Regions from separate parts of the Sus scrofa genome. Here region 2 is linked to region 1. A link is a contact called in public HiChIP or PLAC-seq data. All regions are on one chromosome and are shown on one strand. Each heading gives the region's core, a stretch centred on a gene start, on an enhancer-like site or on the middle of the called end of the contact. The rest is flanking DNA. Distances are from core to core; before and after follow the strand shown.

Region 1 (4,896 bases), core at 152-2,651:
GCTGTTTGGACAGCTACTAAATGGACGTGATTTGCATTCTCTGATGATCAGCAGCTCTACTGCCTGCTAATTTGTGCCCCATTCAGGGTCTCTCATCAGCCTGCACACCAACCTCCTGGAGATGCCAGGAGTGGCCTCTACAAAAAGCCAGAAAAGGGGTCTGGCTGGCCTCACAGAACTCAGCACCATCCCAGGAACCAGGAAAAGACCACTTACTTTCTTCCTTTTCTTTCTTCTTTCTGTCTGTCTGACTGTCAATAAAAGATCCCACTTGTTAGCAGCAGAGAAAAAAATAGCATGCTAAGATTTACAATGAAAAAGTATTCTCTACTTTTCTCTCAAGGTGTTCAGAGTGAGGAGAAGCTTGCCTCTGTGTGGGAAGGAGGTGATGATAAGTGGAACCATGAGGGGGGCAGCGGGGAGGCTCAATAACATTTCATTTTGATCTGTGTGCCAGGCAGGTGAATGGTGTTCATTTTGTGATAATCCAAGATATATACTTAATGATTTAAGTGTGATTTTCTGTGTTTTATATACAGATAAAAATGGCAAATTAAAGATATTCCCGAAGTTCCCGTCGTGGCGCAGTGGTTAACGAATCCGACTAGGAACCATGAGGTTGTGGGTTCGATCCCTGCCCTTGCTCAGTGGGTTAACGATCCGGCGTTGCCGTGAGCTGTGGTGTAGGTTGCAGATGAGGCTCGGCTAGGATCCAGCATTGCTGTGGCTCTGGCGTAGGCTGGTGGCTACAGCTCCGATTGACCCCTAGCCTGGGAACCTCCATATGCCGCAAGAGCGGCCCAAGAAAATGGCAAAAAGACAAAAAAAAAAAAGATATTCCCTTTATAGAGAGAAAGTGGCTTATACACATCACTGCCCACTTGCAGAATCCCATTCACGTACACTGGGCCAGAGACTTTTATAAAAAGAACAAACCTAGAGGCCTATTTTCTCACCTTCAAATGGTTTTTTCCCACAGTTTTCAAATTCGGTAACAGATTTTCTTTTCAGGCTGAGTATCACTGAATTTCAGGGCCTCATCAAGCCTGTTTCTGCATGTGCCAATCTCTGGATGGGCCAAATTCTGCCTATGGCCCCAAAGGAAGAAGAGCAACTAAGTCATCCTCAGGCCTCAGGCCTGATGCAGAGGAGAGCACAGGCTGAGGTCCTCTTCCCACATTACAAAAGGAGTTGCTGGTGGGGGTGGCATGTGACTCCCCGGCCAAGGACAAGCACTATTCTACCACGGCTCATTCTACAGGGGCCAAGTAATAAGCACTGTCCTTCGGGCAGGTGAGGAAAAAAAAAAAAAAAAGCCCAGGGAGCGTCACAGGCCCCTCTCTGGATACAAAGCACACAAAGGGGTTTACCAAGTTCCACTGCAGCAGGAAGTCATTTGTCAGGAGAGCCAGGAAGAGGAGGGGGGGAGGTGCTGAGTCTGCATTGCAACACAGCCCAGTGTTTTTGTGGAAACGACATCCTGCTAATCAAAACACAGTCGCATAAATGGACTCACTCCATTTCAGAAAAGAGAGAAATAAAAGAAATGTAAAGCCTATAAAAAGGTACCACACAACCCTGATTAATTTTAAAGTTCTTTCTCTGCTGTCGTTTTTAGAAAGTAGCTAAAAATAAAGGCTTGAAACTTGAAATAATGTAAGCAAGTAATCACACACACACTGGGCTTTTTCCATATATGGCTGCATTATTCTTCAGCCTTTGAAAAGGCCAAATGAAGAGATGGCCAACAACCAAAATAATCCTTCAGACACTTAACAACGAGGAGAAAGAACCAGAAGAGCGGGTGAATGACAAACAGTTGCAAGGCTCAATGGGGGTAAATAACATGACAGGGATTAGTTGCCATAGTACTTTAAAAACATGGGCACATGCATTTTGACACTGAACCCCTTCTATAAAGGGACTGATTTGCTCTCTGGCCTCAGCACTGAGAAAACTACAACTGCAGTAATTTAACATAAAAGACTTAAAGAAGGAAACCAGTGCAGGGGCATGACTGAAAATTTAATTAAGGCCCTTCTCTGTATGAAATCTGTAAAGGAGAGGAGGGCACATCTCAAGGGCAGAAGGAGGGAAGGAGATGAGAGACATGCAAAAAGGGGAAGAGGCAAGGGATTCAAATGAGCACATCAACTGCACAGGTTGGCTCTGGAGGACAGCTCCTGTGATGGAGGTTATGACAGTGTCTGCTGGGTCCTACTTGAAATGTCTCTGCAGAAGAGATTAACACATTCATTTCAAATAAATGACACACTGGAAAAGTCACATTTGTCTTGTGTTTCCTGGTTTACAAAAAGCCTCATCAAAGACAATTCTGGACGCAAGGCAAAGCACCGGCTTTTACTGATAGGACACTGAGGCTGAGGGAGGGTCAGTGACCTAACACAAGTCTATGATGGGCGGCTCAGGAGTAGCAATTCAAAGTCAGCTCTCCTGATATGCAGGCTGCACTATTTCCAGTCATAAAACCTCAGGAGAGCACTGGTCAGAGGGCCAGGTTTAGGTGTAGATGTCGGCATATTCACTACCTCTCTCTGTGACCATGGACAAGCAATCTCCCTTCTTCTGAGTCAGACCCTCAAGTGGAAAATGACAGGCCAGGCAAGGGGAGGCAGAGAGAGACAAATGTGATCTGTGACTCACCCAGCTCTGCACTCCTGTGCGAGTCTGTCCTCACGTGTCCCTGAATTGGACTCTTACTGCTTCCCTCCCAAGACAGCCTCCCTGCTATAGACTCAAACACACACAGAGCCCAGAGAAACCACTGCCAAGGAGCAAGACCAGGAACCCCCCAAAAGCACAGCAACAAAAACTGGTGAAGAGGAGCTTCCTGGTGGCTTAGCAGTTAAGGATTCAGCATTGTCACTGCTGTGGTCCAGGTTCAATTCCTGGCCCCAGAACTTCTACATGCTACAAGCACAACCAAAAACAAAACAAAACAAAACAAAAAAACAACCCCAGGAACCCTCCCTACCACCACCACCAAAGGGGAAACAAAACAAAACAAACAAAACAAACAAAACTAGTGAAAAAGCAACACAAATTTAAAATTTTCACTCCACCACTTTTTTTCTCTTTCAGTCTCTATGGGATGGACCTTCCTTATGATGCTTCAGATTCTTTTTCTGAAGATTCCCCTCTTTCTGGTGATGCTGTACACTTCTAATGGTCTTCCCAGGCATGGCCATTAAGGGTTCTGTTTGGCTAAGGAGTCAATGCTTAATAACAAAAAACAGCAACAAAAGTATCAGCATCATTTACTGACAGCTGTGACATACCTTTCTGCATATCATCTCTAACCCTGGCACTGACCACCTGAGATCCGTATTCTGGCCTCCACCTTACAGACAAGAAAACTGAGAGAAGTTTGGTGACTTGGCCAAGGAAGGGCATTTAATAACTGCAAGGCTAGGATTTATGCTGCCATCTGGCTGATCCCAAAGTCTGTTCTTTTTTTCTACTCCATTATGAGGCCTCAGTCAATGTGCCAAATGCACCAAAGACCTTGGGACACGCTGCTTGTTCATGATTTCTTCTTGTCACCATCCTGCAGGATGGGATACCCTCCAGCTGGTCCTAAGGAATTCCCACTGAAATTCCAGAGCAGCTGGAGGATAAGTAGGGTGAAGAAGAGTGGGCTGGGAGGACAGCATGGTAGTGACCCCAAATACTCTCCCAGGGCACCACTGGGATTGGGTCCCAAACTGAGATTTCACGTCCAACCACTGACCTGGTGAGGCACGAGCCCGAGGGAGGTCGGAGGCTCATTCATGCGGTCGTCGCTGCTGCTGGCAATGGCGTAGCCCCTGAGAAGAGTAAACAATTAGAGCTGCTCATTTCATGAAAGTTTATGCCTAACTCCTATGAGGATGATCTAGAGGAGGCCTATGTAAGATTTATAAGGATAGGAGTTCCCGCATGGCGCAGGAGAAACGAATCCGACTAGCAACCATGAGGTTGCGGGTTCGATCCCTGGTCTTGCTCTGTGCGTTAAGGATCTGGTATTGCCGTGAGCTGTGGTATAGGTCACAGATGCGGCTTGGATCCTGCATTGCTGTGGCTCTCGTGTAGGCTGGCAGCTGTAGCTCCAAATGGACCCCTAGCCTGTGAACCTCCATATGCCGCAGGTGCAGCCCTAAAAAAAAAAAAACAGAAAAGACCAAAAAAAAAAAAAGATTTATAAGGATTACTGAAAAGCCCCTTGCTAGGCACCATAAGCTAGGGAAAAAACCCTAATTTTCCAGGGGTGGGAGGGGGGAAGCAGAAGAATAGTTTTAAAACAACAAAAAAAAAGCCTGTGTTTTAGAGTCAGAAAGACCAGAGCTTGTGACTACAGGCAAGTTGCTTAATTTCTCTGTGCTTCAGGTCCATCATCTATGAAATAGAAATAAGACAGTTGTGAAGAATGAATTAGTAATAAGTTAGAGAAATTGTCAAGTACAACGTCTGGCAAATGATAAACCAAAAAAGTATTAATTTCCCTACTCTGAGACAGCCCTGTAAAACACCAAAGTACATTGTTGAATTGATATTTTGAAATAGAAAACCTTCCAACCTTGACTTCTTGAGGTTATGTAAATGCTATCACAATGGGGCTGGGGGTGGGGGGAGGAAAAGTGAGGAATGTATTGGGCAGAATGAACATAGTCCATCCCAAAATGGTGAGATGCTTACTTATGTCACAGAAGAGATGCGACACAGGCCCTGATTTTAGCCTGTGACCAAGGCAAATGTGGTAGACAGAGGGATCAGTGTGAAGGAGTCGGGTTGGCGCTGAAAGACTTTATCCCAAATGCTTCCTGTCAGGGACCACAATAAACATAGGTGCCAGGGACAGCCAAGGGGGATGACAAAGATGAGAGAAAGACAAAAGAG
Region 2 (4,881 bases), core at 916-3,415, 240 kb before region 1:
GGATACTTGGCTCTTTCAGTGATAAAGATTACACAATCTCGCTTTAAATTGCTGGTTTGGCCAGTCTTCACAGTGATGAGGTGCTTGAATTATGTGCATGCCTGTGTTCTCAATGCTATTTCCCTCTTGGTGTTGTAGACTCTTTGAACTTTGTGTCCTGTTTTACTCCTTGGAGAATTCACTCTGTGGTGTCTGATACCAGCCTATTGAGCAGCGAAAGGTAACAGTGCAGTGAGTTTCTGCCTCTCTGTGGGGCAGCAGAAAGGCCTGGCCCTCTGAGATACTGGGCTTGGGATGTTTGTCGTGTCCCAGCTCCCTGCCAGCTTTCACTCCATCAGGGGTTTGGAGCTGATAGATTTTGTGTTTAGGGGAGTCTGGCCTGTCCATGGCCTTCAGGCGTCCCTATGCCAGTCTGTATATGAATTTGGAATCATTTCCTGGGAGCCTCATCTTATCCCTTAGGATATTCTGCAGAGAACAAGATTGCCTTTTTCTCTCTTGATGGGCAGTAGCAAACACCATGGTTTTTGCTCAAAAATCTGTAGTTGTTGGTTTTGTGTGTCTGTGGCCGTGCCCTTGGGGATCAAACCTGCACCACAGCAACAACAATGCTGGGTCCTTCGCCTGCTGTGCCTCAAGAGAACTCTGGTAGTTTTGGAGCTGGAGAAGGGCAGGCTCTGTCCTTGGTCTCAACCTACCAGCATCAAAAAGGGCACTCCTGGGGCGGGGGCGGAGGCGGCGGCTGCCTTTGGGTTGGGTTTTGAAAATGGAGATGACCGAATGGGTCCAGAGGAATTCTGAAGGCCTTCTCCTGGGGAGAAATGTGTTGGAAAGAAGCCAAGGAATGGAGAGTCTGCATGGGGGAGGGGTGCTAGTTGACCCCGCACCCTTTGATCCTTGAACTAGATCAGGGCCTCTGCGAGGATTCACACGGTCACATTCACACAGGTGGAAACAGTCCCAGAAAGTCAGGGAGCTGCCCCAAGATCACCGGCTGTTCCCTGTGGAGCAGTTATGCAAGGCTCACTGACCCGTGCTCCTTGGCCCTGTGTCCCATCTTTGATTTGCTGGTGGAAACTGTATGTGTGCTCACCTCTCGTGAACCGTGGGAGTAACAGTGGAGATGGTCTTTTGTCCCCATTGTCTCATCCTCTAAATGGGAGTTTGTCAAAGGATGGAACTCAACAGATAGTGTAGTAATAAATGGCCTGTTGAGGGCTGGGACTTCCCTGTGAGTTTTCCCTGATAATCACACAAATCCCTCCAGGTAGCTGAAGCAATAGAGGCTCGAGAGAGATGAGGATCACACCACTGATTCCAAAGCCCACCACATTCCTCTGCTCCAGGCTGGTGTGGTCAAGACATGGAAATAAGTTACAGGGCCACACTCTGCCCACATGCCAGAATTACAGAAAGGAGCCAGTTGTGAGATGTCCACTCCAGAGATTCAGTGTTAGGGGAAGTCAAAGGAGGGAAGGTTTAATTTTCTAATCTCTCCTTCCGCTCCCCAAATACTCTCTTTTTTCCCTCCTCCAACAGTCAGTGACTGATTCTAAGGTTCAGTGCTTTCAGGGCCCCTGGCCTAGTCAGTATCCTGTCAATGAAAGAATGTGTAGAAAATGCAGATTCTAGCCTCTTACCTTAGATATTTAACCTACTTCATGCCAAAGGACTGGAAGAGAGCGTTTCTTTGGCTATTTTTACCCACTTATATTTTGAAGAGGTGAGACCATCTCCTGCACTCCCCACCTGCTTAATTCCTCTACTTCATGGCTGCTGGATCCCCTAGGAGGTGGCATTCCTATTGAAGAAGTTAGTGCAGGCTCGTTGCTTTGCCTCATTCAGCAAGTCCTTCTAAGCATTTATAAACTCTACTAGAAAGAAAGTTGAGCCTCCAGCAAAGTGCCTGATTCCAATACCATCTGCAAACACTTTGCTTTCATAATTCTACTCTTTCTTATTAACAGTAACATGTTGCAAAAGTAGATTTGTGTGTAAACACAGCAAAGAATTTCTGGCAGGCTTAGAAAGTCTTTTCCACTAAGGAGGGTTCTCTGCCCTTGACATCCAAGGTTCTTAAAATGCTCTTATCTCCTTGGAGTTCACGATCACGTGTCAGTGCTGGGGCCTCAGACGGACATGTAAGGATGTGTGACTCATTGTACCCATGTCCCAATATCCAGGCAGACACAGTACAGTAAAAGCAGGGCTTGTTCTTTGAGACTCAGATTCCCTGATTTACTCTGTACCCCCTGAAGCTCTGATCAGAGCTGCAGGCTGTGGCCTTAGAAGACCTAGAACAGAAGCTGATGTGCTTCCTAGGTCTGCTTCAGGAAACCAAGGATGCAAAGAGGTGTTCAATCTTTATGAATCCCGATTATGACTTAAGAATCCACAACACAACCTAACACTGAGATTTGTGCATCTTCAATTTAATTATGTTGCCATTAGGTACCTAAATTTTTTTTTAAGATGAGATGCTATATATCCATAGATGATATGTTTAGTAAATTACTTTGAGTCCTCTTACTTTGTGATCATTTCACCCAGGTTAGTACTACATAATCTATGAAGAAACAGTTTAGTTATAAAGTGAATTCAGTAGGGTGAGATTGCATAGACTTTTTTTTTTTTGACCCATAGCACGACACAGTTATTTTAAATGATACAGAACTTGATAATTTAATGAATAGCAACATATGGATGTGAATATAACTTTTTAAATTTATTTTATTTTTTTGTCTTTTTGCCTTTTCTAAGGCCGCTCCTGCGGCATATGGAGGTTCCCAGGCTAGGGGTCTAATTGGAGCTGTAGCTGCTGGCCTATGCCAGAGCCATAGCAATGCGGGATCCAAGCTGCGTCTGCAACCTACACCACAGCTCATGGCAACACCGGTTCCTTAACCCACTGAGCAAGGCCAGGGATCAAACCCACAACCTTATGGTTCCTAGTCGGATTCATTAACCACTGAGCCACGATGGGAACTCCGAATATAACAATTTTTAACTTACTTTAAAATATTGTTAGTGCTTTTCAATATCAGATTAACCTTTCTCTTTAGTTTACTAAAATATCTTAATGTGTGTCTATAGAAAGGAAATTGGGGATTGTAGACATCTTACCATTTCTTTGGGATTACTTTTTTACCCCATTTCCTCTTGCCTTCAGAGAATTACAGATGTTTAAAACCATTAGGGATTGTTTACACTGGCAGCATTGGCACTGTCTGGGTGCAATCTGGGTGAGACCCTCATCTGTCTCTGAGACCTTCCCATTTACCAGTGCTTTTCAGAGAGATCCCTGGTCTCTCGTCCTTGTGCTGAGGCACAACTTGAGTCTCTACACTTTTCCTGGTACTGAGTCAAGAAGTCCACTTGCTCTCTATGCCAGCCCATTGGTCTGCTCCCCTCCTGGGAGCAGATGTGCTCTAATCCAGACATGGCTTCCAGACGTTAGATTGCTTCCACCTCAGCTCATCCCACTAGGTTAGGTTACTCAGGATAGACCAAGTGGTGGAAGCGATTTGGTCCCAAAGTGAAGCACTTTATTCTTTGCATAAGACCCATGTTTCAGCCGTGTCCTTGCCTCTTCCATCCTCTCCTTCCTTGCTTGTTAGTTAGCTTGGGCTGCTGGAACAGAGTACCCCAGGCTGGGGGGCCTGCACAGCAGACATCCACTCTCTCATGGTTCTGGAGGCTGGACTTCGAGATCAAGGTGCCATCAGGGTTGTGTTCTCCTGAGATGCCTCCCCTTTGCCTGTAGATATCCGTCTTCATGTTCACATGGTCTTTCCTCTGTGTGTGTTTGTGTGTGTCTGTGTGTGTCTGTGTCCGTGTCCTAATCTCTTATAAAAACACTGGTCTTGGGAGTTCCTGTCGTGGCTCAGCAGATTAAGACCTGACTAGTATCCATGGGGATGTGGGTTTGATCCCTGGCCTTGCTCAGTGGGTTAAGGATCCAGCCTTGCTGCAAGCTGTGGCATAGGTTGCAGATGTGGCCTGGATCTGGCATTGCTGTGGCTGTGGTGTAGACAAGCAGCTGCAGCTACAATTCAACTCCTATCTTGGGAACTTCCATATGCCATGAGTGCAAACATAAAAAGAAAAAGAAAAAAAAAAAAAAGAACACTCCTCTTATTGTATTGGGGCCCACCCATTTGACCCTATCTCACATACAGTCACATTCTGAGTATTTGGGTTAAAACTGAAACACAGGAATTTGGGGGATACAGTTCAGCTCATAAGACTCCCTTCCTGCCCTCACCCTTTATCCCTTCATTCCTTTTGACTCTTTCTCCCATTTCCTGCCTTCAGTTGTCTTCCTCCCACTTCTTTTCCTTTAACTTGTGAAGCACTCCTGCACAGCTAGAAAGATTTTGAAAATTGGGAAATCTAAATGCCAGCTTTCTTCTTCCAGCCCTTCTCTTAATCAGCTTTGTGACTTGAGCTATTCACCCATCCTGAAACATTAATTTCCTTGGCTGTAGGATGGGAGTTATTCCTCCCCACTTTCCTTACAGGATTATAGTCAACCCAGAATAACTTCTCATATTTTTAAATGCTTTTAAGGTAAAATAGACTAATACAAGAAACAAGAAGGCTCTGACAAAGTGAATGTCTATGGATTGTTTGGAGTAGTTGAAATTCTAATTAAAATGGTATATTTTCAACTCTCCAAGTTTTACTCTGATGTTGTTAGCCTTAATTATTATTAGCAGTCACACAGGTTGTGGTTTTTTTTCTTTTTCTTCCTCTCTTTTTCTCAACAGTCTCACTGTTGCTCTAAAGAAAAGACGAGTGCTACTCCAGCCAAGCTCAGTCAGAGGTCTAGCATAGACCCCACTCTCACCCCTGATTGACTGGACAAGTGTGACCTTTGGC

The links. HiChIP or PLAC-seq counts read pairs in DNA pulled down with a chosen protein or histone mark.
Region 2: a contact with region 1 is called in an H3K27ac HiChIP or PLAC-seq map of alveolar macrophages. The contact joins two enhancer-like sites. A contact is called at or near these places in 1 of 47 Hi-C or Micro-C datasets (embryonic fibroblasts) and 2 of 2 datasets of contacts at active chromatin or transcription factors (alveolar macrophages and skeletal muscle).

What each region holds. Positions count from the first base shown.
Region 1 is chr13:67,500,461-67,505,356 of Sscrofa11.1, reverse strand. ATG7 (autophagy related 7) reads right to left here. Exons shown (of 20, transcript NM_001190285.1): 17 at 3,752-3,827. Among named protein-coding and RNA genes, the nearest start is that of ATG7, 85 kb to the right of the region's middle. Within about 2 kb of position 1,401, at least 47 of the 83 cell types and tissues checked have an H3K27ac peak or open chromatin away from gene starts, as enhancers often do. A contact at or near this core is called in alveolar macrophages, where this site is marked.
Region 2 is chr13:67,744,120-67,749,000 of Sscrofa11.1, reverse strand. All of the region lies in intron 2 of VGLL4 (transcription cofactor vestigial-like protein 4), which reads left to right. Among named protein-coding and RNA genes, the nearest start is that of VGLL4, 130 kb to the left of the region's middle. Within about 2 kb of position 2,165, at least 10 of the 83 cell types and tissues checked have an H3K27ac peak or open chromatin away from gene starts, as enhancers often do. A contact at or near this core is called in alveolar macrophages, where this site is marked.